Regions from separate parts of the Bos taurus genome. Here region 1 is linked to region 2. Evidence: chromatin contacts called from public Hi-C data. All regions are on one chromosome and are shown on one strand. Each heading gives the region's core, a stretch centred on a gene start, on an enhancer-like site or on the middle of the called end of the contact. The rest is flanking DNA. Distances are from core to core; before and after follow the strand shown.

Region 1 (6,677 bases), core at 2,202-4,701, 51 kb before region 2:
AAGGAGAGAGAAACAAGCATTAAAAGTACTCAAAGAGACAATGGCTGAAATTTTCCAAATATGATGAAAAACATTAACCTATATTGCCAAGAAACTCAACCAACTCCAAGCATGATAAACAAAGAGATTCACATCCAGACATATCAGAGGTAAAATGTTTCGAGGCAAAGGCAAAGATAAAACCATGAAAGCGCCAAAAGAAAACAACTCATCACATGCAGACTCCCTAGTAAGATTAACAGCAGACTTTTCGTAAGAAGCAATGGAGAACAAAAGGCACTGGGATGATATATTCAAAGTGCTGAAAGTAAAATATTGTCAAACACGAGTCTTATACCCAGTAAAATTATCTCTACAAAAATGAAAATAAAAGAAAGACATTCCCAGGTAAACAAGCCTAAAAGAATTTATTGATAGCACACCTGTATGACAAGAAATATTCAGGCAGAAAGCAAGTGACTGCAGACAGTAATTTGAAAACACACACATGCACACATACACACACTCAGAGAGCACTGGTAAAGGTAAGTATGAGGCAGTTGTAAAATAATACATAATCGTATATTTCTTCTCCTGTATTCCCTAAACTGAATTATAAAACTATGGTATATGGTCGTGTTGTTGAGTTTATAACATATAGACATACACTATATTTGACAATAACATTACCTAGAAGGAAGGTGGGAGCAAACCTATATTGGGGTAAGGAAGGCATAAAGGTGATAACTCAAATCTACAGTAATAGATGAAGAGAAAAGAAAGGGTAAGAAGGTAATATAAAAACTCTATAAATATATATTTGCTTTCCTTTCTTTTCTGTTTCTTTAAAACACATGATACTACATAAAATCAATTATAATTATGTATTGTTGGGTTTTAACATATAAAGTGTAAAAAATTAATATTCAGAAAACTCAATTACATAGAGTCAGGAGACCAGTAGGGGGAGCTCTCATGTCCTGTGACAATAGCAGAACTCAACAGGAAGAAGACTCCTTCTTTCCTGGCAAGGACTCAGCCAACAGAAAGTCATGGACTCTACTTACAAGTGCCCTGTCAACTTCCTCTACCCCTCGACCCTCCCCCCCATAAAAATGTTCTCCTTTCCTTGCTGTGTGGGGACTTGCATGTGGCTTCCCATGGCTACAGACCCCAAATTTCAATTCTCTGCCAATCTCAAATAAATCCGTCTTTGCTGAAGAAATTTCTAGTAGCCTATTTGTTTCAGGTCAACAAAAGACATAAACTTTATAACAATAATAGCATACAGAAGAGGTGGAATGGAGCTTTTTAGGAGTAAAGTTTCTATGTTTCACTGTAACTAAGTCATTATAAATCTGAAGTAGATTTTGATCAGGTAAAATTTAAGAGTATAGTGATTTCTGTACAACTCTGAATATATCAAGAAATACTGAATTGTCTACCTTAAATCTGTGAATTGTATGGTATGTAAATTATACCTCAATAAATGTGTCATTTAAAAAGACATGGAAGATCTGAATAATAACATATAACTGCAATCTAATAGATAAAACATATCAATGCTCTGATGGCCAAAGTACATGCAATCTTTCCAAATACCCAGGGAATAGTCACACACACACAAAAGAAGTTTACATTAGGCAATAAAAACAATGTGAATATATTCCCCCAAAGCAGAACTTTCACTTATCCACAATGCAATAAAACTAGACGATAAATAAAAAGGATCAACATAATAAACTTATAAATAAAAATAAAATAATTTTTAAAACATTTTGAATATAATAAATCTTTGGAATAATAAAAATGGCAATTTCCTTATGTTTAAAAAATATTATGAAAACAGTATATATTAACTTTTGAGGGGATTTATCTACTCAAGAAAATACAGTTTTAAAGGCTTTGTTTTTGGTATTTTTTTGGCTACAAGAGATCTTTGTTCCCCCATCAGGGATCAAACCTGCGCCCCCTGCTTTGGAGGCTTGGAGTCTTATCTTCTCGACCATCAAGGAAGTCCCTAAAGACTTGTATTATTGGAAAAAAATAAAGGAGCAATCATTTAGTTTGGGGAAGTAGATGGGGGATTTCTTTATCTGAAATCCAATATTTAGGAAGTTGCTCATGGAATCCAAGGTAATCATAACATGGAAATATTCATGGTCATGGTAAAAGGATTGGCCATGGTTAACATAAACTCATATTTCCTGACCCAACAGGAGAGCCATTTTGCCCTTCATGTTACCATTTTGAGCGATCAGTCTCTTTGTGGCAAAGGAATGGGATACACATACAACAGATCACCACAAAATGAGATTGAAAAAAAAAACCAGCCCAGATTCCTCACAGTCTGTGTAAGACATATTGATTGCTTGTATCACAAGCAAAGCCATTGTTAGAGGTGGACGGGGCACGATTCAGACAGGTCAACAACTGAGGAAGGAAATCGATGGCTAAAGGATACTGACATGAAAAAGAATGAGCTAAATAGCAAAGGGAGGCTCTTGGGATAATTAATAAAGTCACCTTCTTTGTCCTCACACTGTGACAGTCTAAAGGGAAATCCACCGAGGATGAGCACACACAATAAACAGAACCTCCCCCAACATCACCTGATTCATTCTTTGTTCATATTTAAGAATTGCCCATGATTGGCAGTGAAGCCCATTTTCTGAAACACAAAATAAAACCTTTGTAATGCTTATTCAATTTTCAAGGCAAAGCCCTAATCTCATATATTTTCACTATACTATGAAATTTTGGCTCCTGTTTTAAATGGATTCACTCCAATTCCCCTTCATTTACTTTTAGTACTATTTTTTCCTAGGATAATGTGGCCTCCCTCTTCCCCCAAATTAACATTTCACCAGCAGTTAGTTCTTTAGTGTGGATATCTTTTTCTGATGGCTGAAAAGGTGAAGGCAAAAAAAAAACTGGGGGTGCATTTTGGAACTAACGAAACAACTCAGAGATGGAGTTGGTGCTGAAGGAGTCCTCCAGGTAGGGAGCACACAGTGTCAACTTCAGTTTTGCCTGGTGCATCAATGGGGTACTGGAAAACAGAGGATGCCCTAAACAAGAAACAGGCTGTGTTGACAGAGTGCAGTAATACTCAGACATTTGGGCCCAAACACCAATTTCCCTTGAATCGTCAACAAAAACCATATGGAAGTCTTATCTTTTGACCTGCTCTGTTCAGCCACTCGCCTCTCTCTTGCCTCACAAAGGGCGTTCTCCTCTGAAGAAACCAGCTTCTCTTGATCATTGCCAATACCTGTACAGGGCAACAGCACCCGAGCCTCACAGGGATGCTCCCTTGTCTTTTAGAAGCCACTCGAGTCACATGTGGAAGATATCGTTCAGCTGGCCCGCAGTACAGGTGTCCAGACAAGCAGTTTATTCCCTGGAGTGGTGAATTCCAAACTTCTGTATGCAACAAAACAAGCATCTGATGGGGCAGGTGGCATGTCAGGGCGTGTTCTGGCACTTATTTTTGTATTCGTACTCCAGACCTACATACCACTACTCAACCGTGACTCTGATAAGGCTTGTGGTATTTTTTTTTTTAAACGTGGTGTACGACTTCCTTGTGGGTCGAGTGGTTGAGAATCCACCTGCTAATGCAGGGCACATGGGTCTGATCTCCGGTGTGGGAAGATCCCACATGTGAAGGGGCAACTAAGCCCGTGCCCCACAACTACTGAGCCCGAGAGCCTAAAGCCTCTGCTCCACAAGAGAAGCCACCATAATGAGAAGCCGGCACACCACGACTAAAGAAAGCCTATGTGTAATGATGAAGGCCCAGTGCAACCAGAAACACACAGAGAAATAATTTTTTAATGATAAAATATTTTAAAATTAAAATAATAAAGATATAGCGTAATACGTCTTTTTATGGGGAAAAAGAAAGAGTTTGGTCTCAGCAGTGAGGGACATATGGCTGCCACATTTTATTTTTTGCTTCACTACAAGTAACCTGAGTAACTTTTCCAAGAGAAGTTTCAGAATCAATTATTTTTTTCTCTTCTCCTATTTTTTAAAGTTTAGCAATGTGTGGAAAAATTAAGTTTTTAGGTTAAACGTGAGAATGAATTTTAAGCTCTCTGCTCCTTTTTGGATGCACACCCTGAGGCAGTAAATCAACTCCAAGTGGACACCACTGGGTAAGGGTGGTTGTCTCCAGTGCCCGAAGGTGAATGGCCTTCAGCTTCCTGTTGATCATGAACTGAAAGAAAACTCACCATCCAGCCTCACTGGGTTTGTTCACCCATGGATTTCTGAGCCACATCATCCCTGGGATCTTTCCCTCATTGCTTTTCCCAGCTGTGGGATTTTCTAATTTATGGTACAAAGCTACTCATGTGATTGGTTAACCTGACCTGTATAGTTTTGCTTCAAGAAATTACCTCAGGATTTTAAGTGTTTTACATCAGATGTTGAATATTTAATGCATGACTAAACTGATGAGTCACTAATAAACACACAAAACTTGATTTCCCTCTGGGAATGCACCATCCCTTTTTGTAATTCACCCCATACATATATCTGTCATGGACTAAAAGGGTGTGTGCAATTATTTCAGTGTGGGAGAATCTCAAGATGATTAGCTACAACCACGGTGTTTTAAAGGTGTGACTGTTGTGGGCACAGCCAGATAATTAATTAGATTTGAACAGTCTGAGTGCCAATGTCTGTCCTTGAAATTAATTGAAGGTCTTCCAAAAAGAAAAAAGGATTACTTATGTCCTTCAGAACATAAATCAAAAAAACTTTAAAATGTTTCAGTAATTCTTAAAATGTCAGGAATTGCCCTAGTTCCCTGTGCTTAAAGGGATTTATTAAGAGTTATTTTCCCATGACAACTTTTAAATGAAAAACTCCAAGCTGAAAAAAAAGGAACTGGGATAATTGGCTTGGATGGATTCAAGTTCCAGTTCTGCACTGTAACTCTGGGTGCAGAGAGTTTAAAGGGGCAGATGTGCTCTGAAAATATACTCTGTGAATTCGTGCATTGCACTACGGAAGGTAATGAACAGTGCTGAGATGTATAGCATTCACCCAGGAAGTGGGTCATCCCAGGCTTCATTCTTTCATGGTTTCAGGACCAGGCACAGTGCTGTGGTTTTGCAGATGAGATCTTGCCTGTGTTCTGAGCCAAAATATAGCCTCTCCCTGCACCATCCCGCAGAGCAAAGCCAGCAGGGCACCCAAAGCCCTGGCATCACCCTTCTCCACACCTCAGCCAGAGCCCCTTCTACCTGGATGGCTCCATGTCTCCCAGGACTCCATGACTCCAGGTGGCTCTTGTGGGATTACTAAGCTTCAGAGTAATGAGGAAAACACCAAAATGTCTCAACTTTATTAGGTAAGCATCAGACACTCTGGGGCAATGGGAAATGGCAACCCACTCCAGTATTCTTGCCTGGAAAATTTCATGAACAGAGCAGCCTGGCAGGCTATACAGCCCATGGGGTCGCAAAGAGTTGGACACCACTGAGCATGCACACAGATACTCTTCAGACTGCAGAGAGATCATCAGAAAACGTAAACAATTTACGGAAAGCAGATTTCACTTTCTGATTCATTGATGATTGTCCCTAGAACCTTTTGTTTGTTTCCATTTTTTTAAACAAACTATATCCAACAATGTGAAATGCAGAGGAAAAGGGTAAAGGAAAAGATACTTTTTTTTTTTCCAGTAAAGGCCAGACAATAAACTTAGGACTGTATCAAGTACAGTGAGGTTTAATGGGAAGCTCTCATGGGGTCCCAGCTCTGATGGAAGACAAACGTGCTCTCAGGGATGTGCGTCACTTCCTCAACCCTGGAGCAGCCCAATCAGGACGGGGCTGCTTCAGTTTGGCCTCTGTCCACCCTGGTCTTTGCTGCCAGCAGATGGTCCGCCATCCTTGCGTCATTTACTCCATATCCAAGGTCACAGCAACAGGCCTGCAATTGGCCAGAGTGTGGGTCCCACACCTCCCTGCTTCCCCCCATCATTTCAAGCGAGGAAGCACTCACCTCTTCAGCTACCATGGGGACTGGGATGCACAGCGAGGCAGCAACCTATAGTTATATCCCTGTGCACAGATCACATGGTAGGGGAAAAGTCATTTCTCGCGAGAACTGAGATCCGAGTGCAAATAGAAGCTGGGCCAAATCCCAGCCTGGCTGAAAAAGTAGAGGACCAGCCGGTGCTTGGACTGCGGGAGCCCGACCCAGGAGGGCTTCTCCCTCTTCCAAGCTCCCACAGCATCTCTGTGGATTCCACTCACTGGTCATGTCACATCCCATGCCCGGGTTCATGAGTACCTCCCAGCGAGATGGCAAGCTTCTCACAGCCATCTCCCAGGAAGCCTGCACAGCGCTATGAACATAACAGTTACTCAAAACATATGTGTTGACTAAGAATAGTGAAACCAATGACATATGTGAGTATCACATGAAGTCCTATTACACTGTTTTCTGGAGAAATAGCCAAGTGTCGGGATAAACCCCGGGGCTGAGCAAACCCATGTTCTCATCTGAGATCCGTGTGACCTTGAGCTAGTTTTTCTCTCCTTTCTGGGCTTCAGTTTCCTCATCTACGGTCTGGATGATAATACCTACCTTGAAGGATTGTTAGGATAATCAGAGATAGTGCAGGCAAAGCTTTGTGCCTGGCACATAGCAGGCATCCAACATACAAGTTTTAACTA
Region 2 (6,197 bases), core at 1,421-3,920:
CCTTCAAAGCCATATCTGCCAGGGCAGGATGTTCCTTTACCACAACACACTCACCCTTCCTCTGAATCCATGTCTCCCAACATACATCTGACAAAGTCATGGATTTGTTGCCTCTACCCAGTCCCACTTCCTGCTCCTGCAGCACTGCCTCCTCTGTGAGGAGGCCCCTGTCTTTTAGCAGACTTTGGATGACAACGTGTCTGTCTGCCCAGCTGTGACCAGAGCTCTGAGAGGGCAGGAGCTGCTTCTCCCTCACCTCTGGGCACTAAACACCTTGCACAGAGCTGGCCTGGTGGGGAGCTTTCTGCTTCTGCTATGGGAAGACCTACAGCCCTGGCTCTGATCCCTGCCTGGTATCTCTCACTCCCACAGTGAGGTCTTACTGCTGCTGCTGCTGCTGCTGCTAAGTCGCTTCAGTCGTGTCCGTCTCTGTGCGACCCCATAGACGGCAGCCCACCAGGCCCCCCCACCCCCATCCCTGGGATTCTCCAGGCAAGAGCACTGGAGTGGGTTGCCATTTCTTTCTCCAATGTATGCAAGTGAAAAGTGAAAGTGAAGTCCCTCAGTCGTGTCCGACTCCTAGCGACCCCATGGACTGCAGCCTACCAGGCTCCTCCGTCCATGGGATTTTCCAGGCAAGAGTACTGGAGTGGGTTGCCATTGCCTTCTCTGAGGTCTTACTAACAAGGTCTTATTCCAATGCTCCCCCAGCCCAGGAGCCTCTGCAATTTTCTTGGATCCTAAGAGGAGACTTGCCTGCTGTGTGCACAGGGCAGCAGATGTACAAGCTAGAACAGGTCATTGTTAGTAGCCCTCTCTTTGTTCCTGCACCGGGGCAGACTTATTTTTAGCATCGCAGCGAAAATGAAAATCCCATTCCATGTTTTCCCTCCAGGTCTCCAGAGGTACACGGTGTATAAATGGTCCTGCACCCTGGGGCAGAGAGCAGCTCCTCATATAGGCATTTATTGAATACATCCACTTTTACTCCCAGGCCAAAAGTATCAAGCTGAATATATCTTATGTATGAGCTCTGGACCAAAACATGAAGCAGTTGGGTCATTAATCATGGGTAATATGTTGAATAGGAACTTGATTAAAGCACAGTCTGCGTTCCCCAGACGAAGCTGCTTCTTTGCTGTGACCACAGTGGAGTTTAGCCTCCCCCGGCCTCGCTTTCACGCTGCGCCTCCTTGAGGGCTCCTGGACGAGTGGTGGCGTCTCGCCAGCCTTTGGAAGCCCGCTGTCCGCGAGGGGTCGTCACCGGCTCAGCCCCAGGGATTCTCAAGCAGGCAAACTTCCAGATAGAGCCCAGACGGCGTTGGTCTTCGGGGCACTTAGTCGATAAGGGCAATGGGGACTAGAAGCGGGAGCAACTTGCGGGCTCTCGAAGCCCCAAGGGAGTAGGCTGTCTCCGCGATCCCTAAGCAGAACGCGCGAGGCGCCACGTGGCTGGGGAAACGCGCTGCCTTAAACCCCTTCCCCCTGCAGCAGCCAGGGCGGAGGCGGCGCGGCGCCCAGGGGTCACAGGGGCCCGGCCACCTTCTTCCTCAGGATTCCAGGGACCCAGCGCCCTGCGAACCAGCCTGCAAGGCTCTCTCATTAGGTGCTTGGACCCAGAGCCGCAGAGATTCGGAGACCCCGGCTCTCTCCACAGCCCCGCTCGCGCCTTGGAGAGCACCTGAATGGGGAGTAGGGGAGAAGGTTGTGGGTTCCAGCGCCGTTGATCGCCGGCCCCGCTTCGGGATCCCCGTCTCGGAGTCAAATTCTCCTCCTCCCCCTATGCGTCTCCCCTCGCCCGGGTACCCCAGCCCCGGAATCCAGCTGGGCCCGTCCCTCTGGGGAAAAAACGCGGCCCCGCGCCGGGTAGCAGCGCCAATTCCGTGCACCTAGCAACACCTAGAGCTCCGGCAAGGAGAAATAATTAACAAGAAAGTTTCCCAGCCCGGGCGGGTGGACGAGCCGAGTCCTCTAGACTCCCGGACTGTGGCCGCCTCCCCTTTCCTCTGCTCCCCGCGGGGTCCTAGCGCCCGGCACTGCGGGCCCGTGTGACCCTGGAGTACTTGCGCGTGTGGGGAGGGGGGTGGGTGGAGAGGAGCGGAGAGGTACTTTTGCGCGGAATCTGTGCGGGTGCCTGGGTATCAGAGACGCAAAATCCCGGTTCTCCTTGGCATCTCCAAGCGGCAGCGTGCACTGGGCCGCACGTCCGAAACTGTTCCCTGCCCCCCACCCCTGACCCCTTCTTTACGCAACCTTCTTGCAGAGTACGCGGACCCGGACGGAACCGGTTCCAGCTTTTAAAGTGAGTCCGCGCCAGGGAAGCTCAGAGACCAAGACCTGCCTCTCCGCCCACCCCAACCAACCCTAACTCCCTGTGTGGCGTCGGGTGTTCCCGGGCTCCCCGATCTTTGGCTGGAGGTGGGTCCCCTGGAGAGGCTACAGGAGGGGGCCCTGCCGTCGACCACTGCTGCGCGGGGGCGACAACTCTACCCTGGGTGGGGCACCGCGCGCGGGTCTCGGTTCGGCGGGCGACGCAGGAGGTAGTAGGCGTTGCCCCGCGGCCCCTCCCAGCCAGCGCTGAGCTCCAGCCCCACTCGCCGCCCTCTGCAGCCCGCAGGCGCTAAGACCCAGGAGGCGCTGCTCCGTTGTCACCGTTTGCACACTAGAGGGCGACAAACCGGTATAAATGCTGGGCCCGCGCGGGCCTGGCCATTCGCGACCGGGAGCTGAGCGGGCGCGAGCGAGTAGGGGCTCTGGGTGGGCGGTGGCAGCAGCGGCGCCCCGCGCAGGCTGGAGGCCGCCGAGGCTCGCCATGCCGGGAGGACTTTAGCTCCCCCATGGAGTCGGCCGACTTCTACGAGGCGGAGCCGCGGCCCCCGATGAGCAGCCACCTCCAGAGCCCCCCACACGCGCCCAGCAGCGCCGCTTTCGGCTTTCCCCGGGGCGCGGGCCCCTCGCAGCCCCCCGCCCCACCTGCCGCCCCGGAGCCTCTGGGCGGCATCTGCGAACACGAGACGTCCATCGACATCAGCGCCTACATCGACCCGGCCGCCTTCAACGACGAGTTCCTGGCCGACCTGTTCCAACACAGCCGGCAGCAGGAGAAGGCCAAGGCGGCCGCGGCCCCCGCAGGAGGCGGCAACGACTTTGACTACCCGGGCGCCCCCGTGGGCCCCGGCGGCGCCGTCATGCCCGGGGGGACGCACGGTCCCCCTCCTGGCTACGGCTGCGCGGCAGCCGGCTACCTGGACAGCAGGCTGGAGCCTCTGTACGAGCGGGTCGGGGCGCCGGCGCTGCGGCCGCTGGTGATCAAGCAGGAGCCGCGCGAGGAGGACGAAGCGAAGCAGCTGGCGCTGGCCGGCCTCTTTCCCTACCAGCCGCCGCCGCCGCCGCCGCCGCCGCACTCGCACCCGCCGCCCGCTCACCTGGCCGCCCCGCACCTGCAGTTCCAGATCGCACACTGCGGCCAGACCACCATGCACCTGCAGCCCGGCCACCCCACGCCGCCGCCCACGCCCGTGCCCAGCCCGCACCCAGCGCCCGCGCTCGGCGCCGCTGGCCTGCCAGGCCCCGGCGGCGCGCTCAAGGGGCTGGCCGCCACGCACCCCGACCTCCGTGCGGGCGGCGGCGGCGGCGGCAAAGCCAAGAAGTCCGTGGACAAGAACAGCAACGAGTACCGGGTGCGGCGCGAGCGCAACAACATCGCGGTGCGCAAGAGCCGGGACAAGGCCAAGCAGCGCAACGTGGAGACGCAGCAGAAGGTGCTGGAGCTGACCAGTGACAATGACCGCCTGCGCAAGCGGGTGGAACAACTGAGCCGCGAACTGGACACGCTGCGGGGCATCTTCCGTCAGCTGCCCGAGAGCTCCCTGGTCAAGGCCATGGGCAACTGCGCGTGAGGCGCGCGGCGGCGGGACCGCCCTGGGCTGGTCGCCGGCTGGGACCCAGGGAGTGGCTTCGGGTCTCCGGATCTCAAGACTGCCCGAACCGCGTAAGCCAGGACCAGGAGATTCCGGTGCTGCCTGAGAGCCTGGCCTGCTGCGCGTGCCCCTTGCCTTCCTCTGCGCCGGACACGGTGCGTCTAAGATGAGGGGTCAGGCAGAGAGGAGAAGCGCCATGGGGCTGAGCCGGGAGCCCGGCAACTCTAGTATTAAAGGAATAACCCTGTGCCTTGGAAACGCAAACTCACCGCTCCGATTCCTACCGAGTAGGGGGAGCAAATATGTGCCTTGTCAATTTATTTGGAGGGTTCTTGCCCCCACGAGAGGAGGGGTGCAGGCCCCCGGCAGGAGGAAGGTTCAGGGAGCTGAGATCCCGATAAAGCCAGCACTGGCGGCGGCTCCTGAGCGCCTGTCCTTGGAGGGGAGGAAACACAGGGACTTGGGGCTTTGAACCTAAGGTTGTTCCCCTTGTTCTGCGTGAAGGTGGAGGGTCCCTAGTTCCTTGCCTCTGAACTCCCAGCCTGCAAAAGGCTGGGCTCTCCCGGGCAGAACTCACTGAGATGGATGTCACCAGGTGACCAGTGGGAGCCTGCGACCCCTAGTCAGATCAGAAAGCTAGGTCGAGGGTTAGCTAGGAGGACATATGTTCATGGGATTGATGGCCTGGTGGAAGAGGGGAACCTAGAGATCTGGTCTGGGGGTCAGTAGGGGGTGGTGAAGGGACACTGGGACCATCAGCCTTGTCTGTACTGTATGTCGCCAGCATTGCCATATACACATGAAGCACAATCAGTCCATCCCAGAGGGACCGAAGTTATGAGAAGCTTTCCAAATATTTTGCTTTATCAGCCGACATCAACACTTGTATCTGGCCTCTCTGTGTCCCTGCGGTGCCTTGTGCAATGTGAATGTGCACGTCTATGCTAAACCACCATTTTATTTGGTTTTTGTTTTGTTTTGGTTTTGCTCAGAAACTTGCCAGAATGAGGCTCTTCGTCAGCAGCTGCAGGGAGGGTCTGCGGCTGTCTTTCCTTTTGGTTTTGGGATTGTTTTTGCTCCCAGGGGAACCAAAGAGGCGAGGTGGGCTTCCCCTTTCCCCTCAGCTCTCCCTGGGGGTGGCTGTGGGCCTCAGTCCCCGCCGGCCCTGGCTGTGGGCAGCCTGGTCCCCCCAGAGGCCCTGGCTCCGGGTCTGGAAGGGAGGCGGCCTCAGCCAGCGTTCACTCACCGATTCAATCGCTGGGCCTGGGAGCGGGGAGGGCGGCTTTGGTTCTCTTCTTTGGGGAGGACATAGAGTTTCATGCTAGATGTTTTATGTATTATATCTATAATATAAACATATCAAAGTCCGTTTTGGTGTCTTTTTAAAACTAGAAAATCTACTTCCAAGGTTTTTTGTGGGCCAGGTCACATTTGTGAATAATCACAGCATATTCTTTGGCTGAGAGCCTGACTTTCATTAGCTCTCCAACCATCCTGAGCCCCTCTTTACATTAAGGGGGTGACTTCTCCCAACCAAGGCAAATAAATGGCAGAAGGTAGACAAGGCTCGAACCTGAGAAGGCCAAAGCCTGGAGAGGCTCCGGGTATGTGGTGGGAAGAGGGGTGTGCCGAGGTATCATGGGGCCTTGGTGTGGCCTCTCAGCCCCTGGCAGGAGAAGAGGGACTTGGAGAGGGGGCCCTCTGCCTGAAGTTGCCACAGCCTCTCTGGAACGCGGGCAGACCTGGCCCAGGAGCTCCAGGCTCCAGAGGCCCTTTGACCACACTGACTTCCAGATCACTCACAGCCCCAGCTCTGGAAGCCTTGCTCACACCTGCCTTTGCCCCAGCCCTCCGGCGGGACCGTGGGCGGGCAGGGAGAGGCCACAAGCGGTAAGGACCCTCCACCCCTCCCCGCTTGCTCAGGCCCACATGACTGCTGCCTCTCCCAGTGGGGGCCCTGACAGGAGCCCTCCACGGGCCCTCCTCACCTGCCCTGCCCCAGCCTACCCAGGAAGGGGGACCCACAGCAGGCCTGCACTGGATGTCTGGCCCTTCCCCACACACTGCAGGAAAGGCAAGGAACAGGCCCAGCATTCGCCTCCCCACTGCACCCACCCTGAACCAAGTCCCTGACTCCAACAACTGCACCATGAGGACAAGTATTCAGGACCCCCCCACCCGCCCCCAGCAGCAGTGCTGCCTACCAAGGGAGGGCACACACTCATGTCCGCAAGAAGAGGGCCCAGGAGGAAGTAACCCAGGAGACCAGCAGGGCTT

What was found. A called contact is a pair of places that touch in the nucleus more often than the background predicts.
Region 1: a contact with region 2 is called in a Hi-C map of skeletal muscle, with 3 times the contacts expected there. The contact joins the enhancer-like site here to the promoter of CEBPA in region 2. A contact is called at or near these places in 2 of 11 Hi-C or Micro-C datasets (skeletal muscle and an unstated tissue).

What each region holds. Positions count from the first base shown.
Region 1 is chr18:43,777,690-43,784,366 of ARS-UCD2.0, reverse strand. No RefSeq gene overlaps it. Among named protein-coding and RNA genes, the nearest start is that of TRNAW-CCA, 13 kb to the left of the region's middle. Within about 2 kb of position 3,451, at least 7 of the 102 cell types and tissues checked have an H3K27ac peak or open chromatin away from gene starts, as enhancers often do.
Region 2 is chr18:43,725,951-43,732,147 of ARS-UCD2.0, reverse strand. CEBPA (CCAAT enhancer binding protein alpha) reads left to right here and starts at 2,670. Exons shown (of 1, transcript NM_176784.2): 1 at 2,670-3,900. The coding sequence starts at 2,838. The coding sequence ends at 3,899.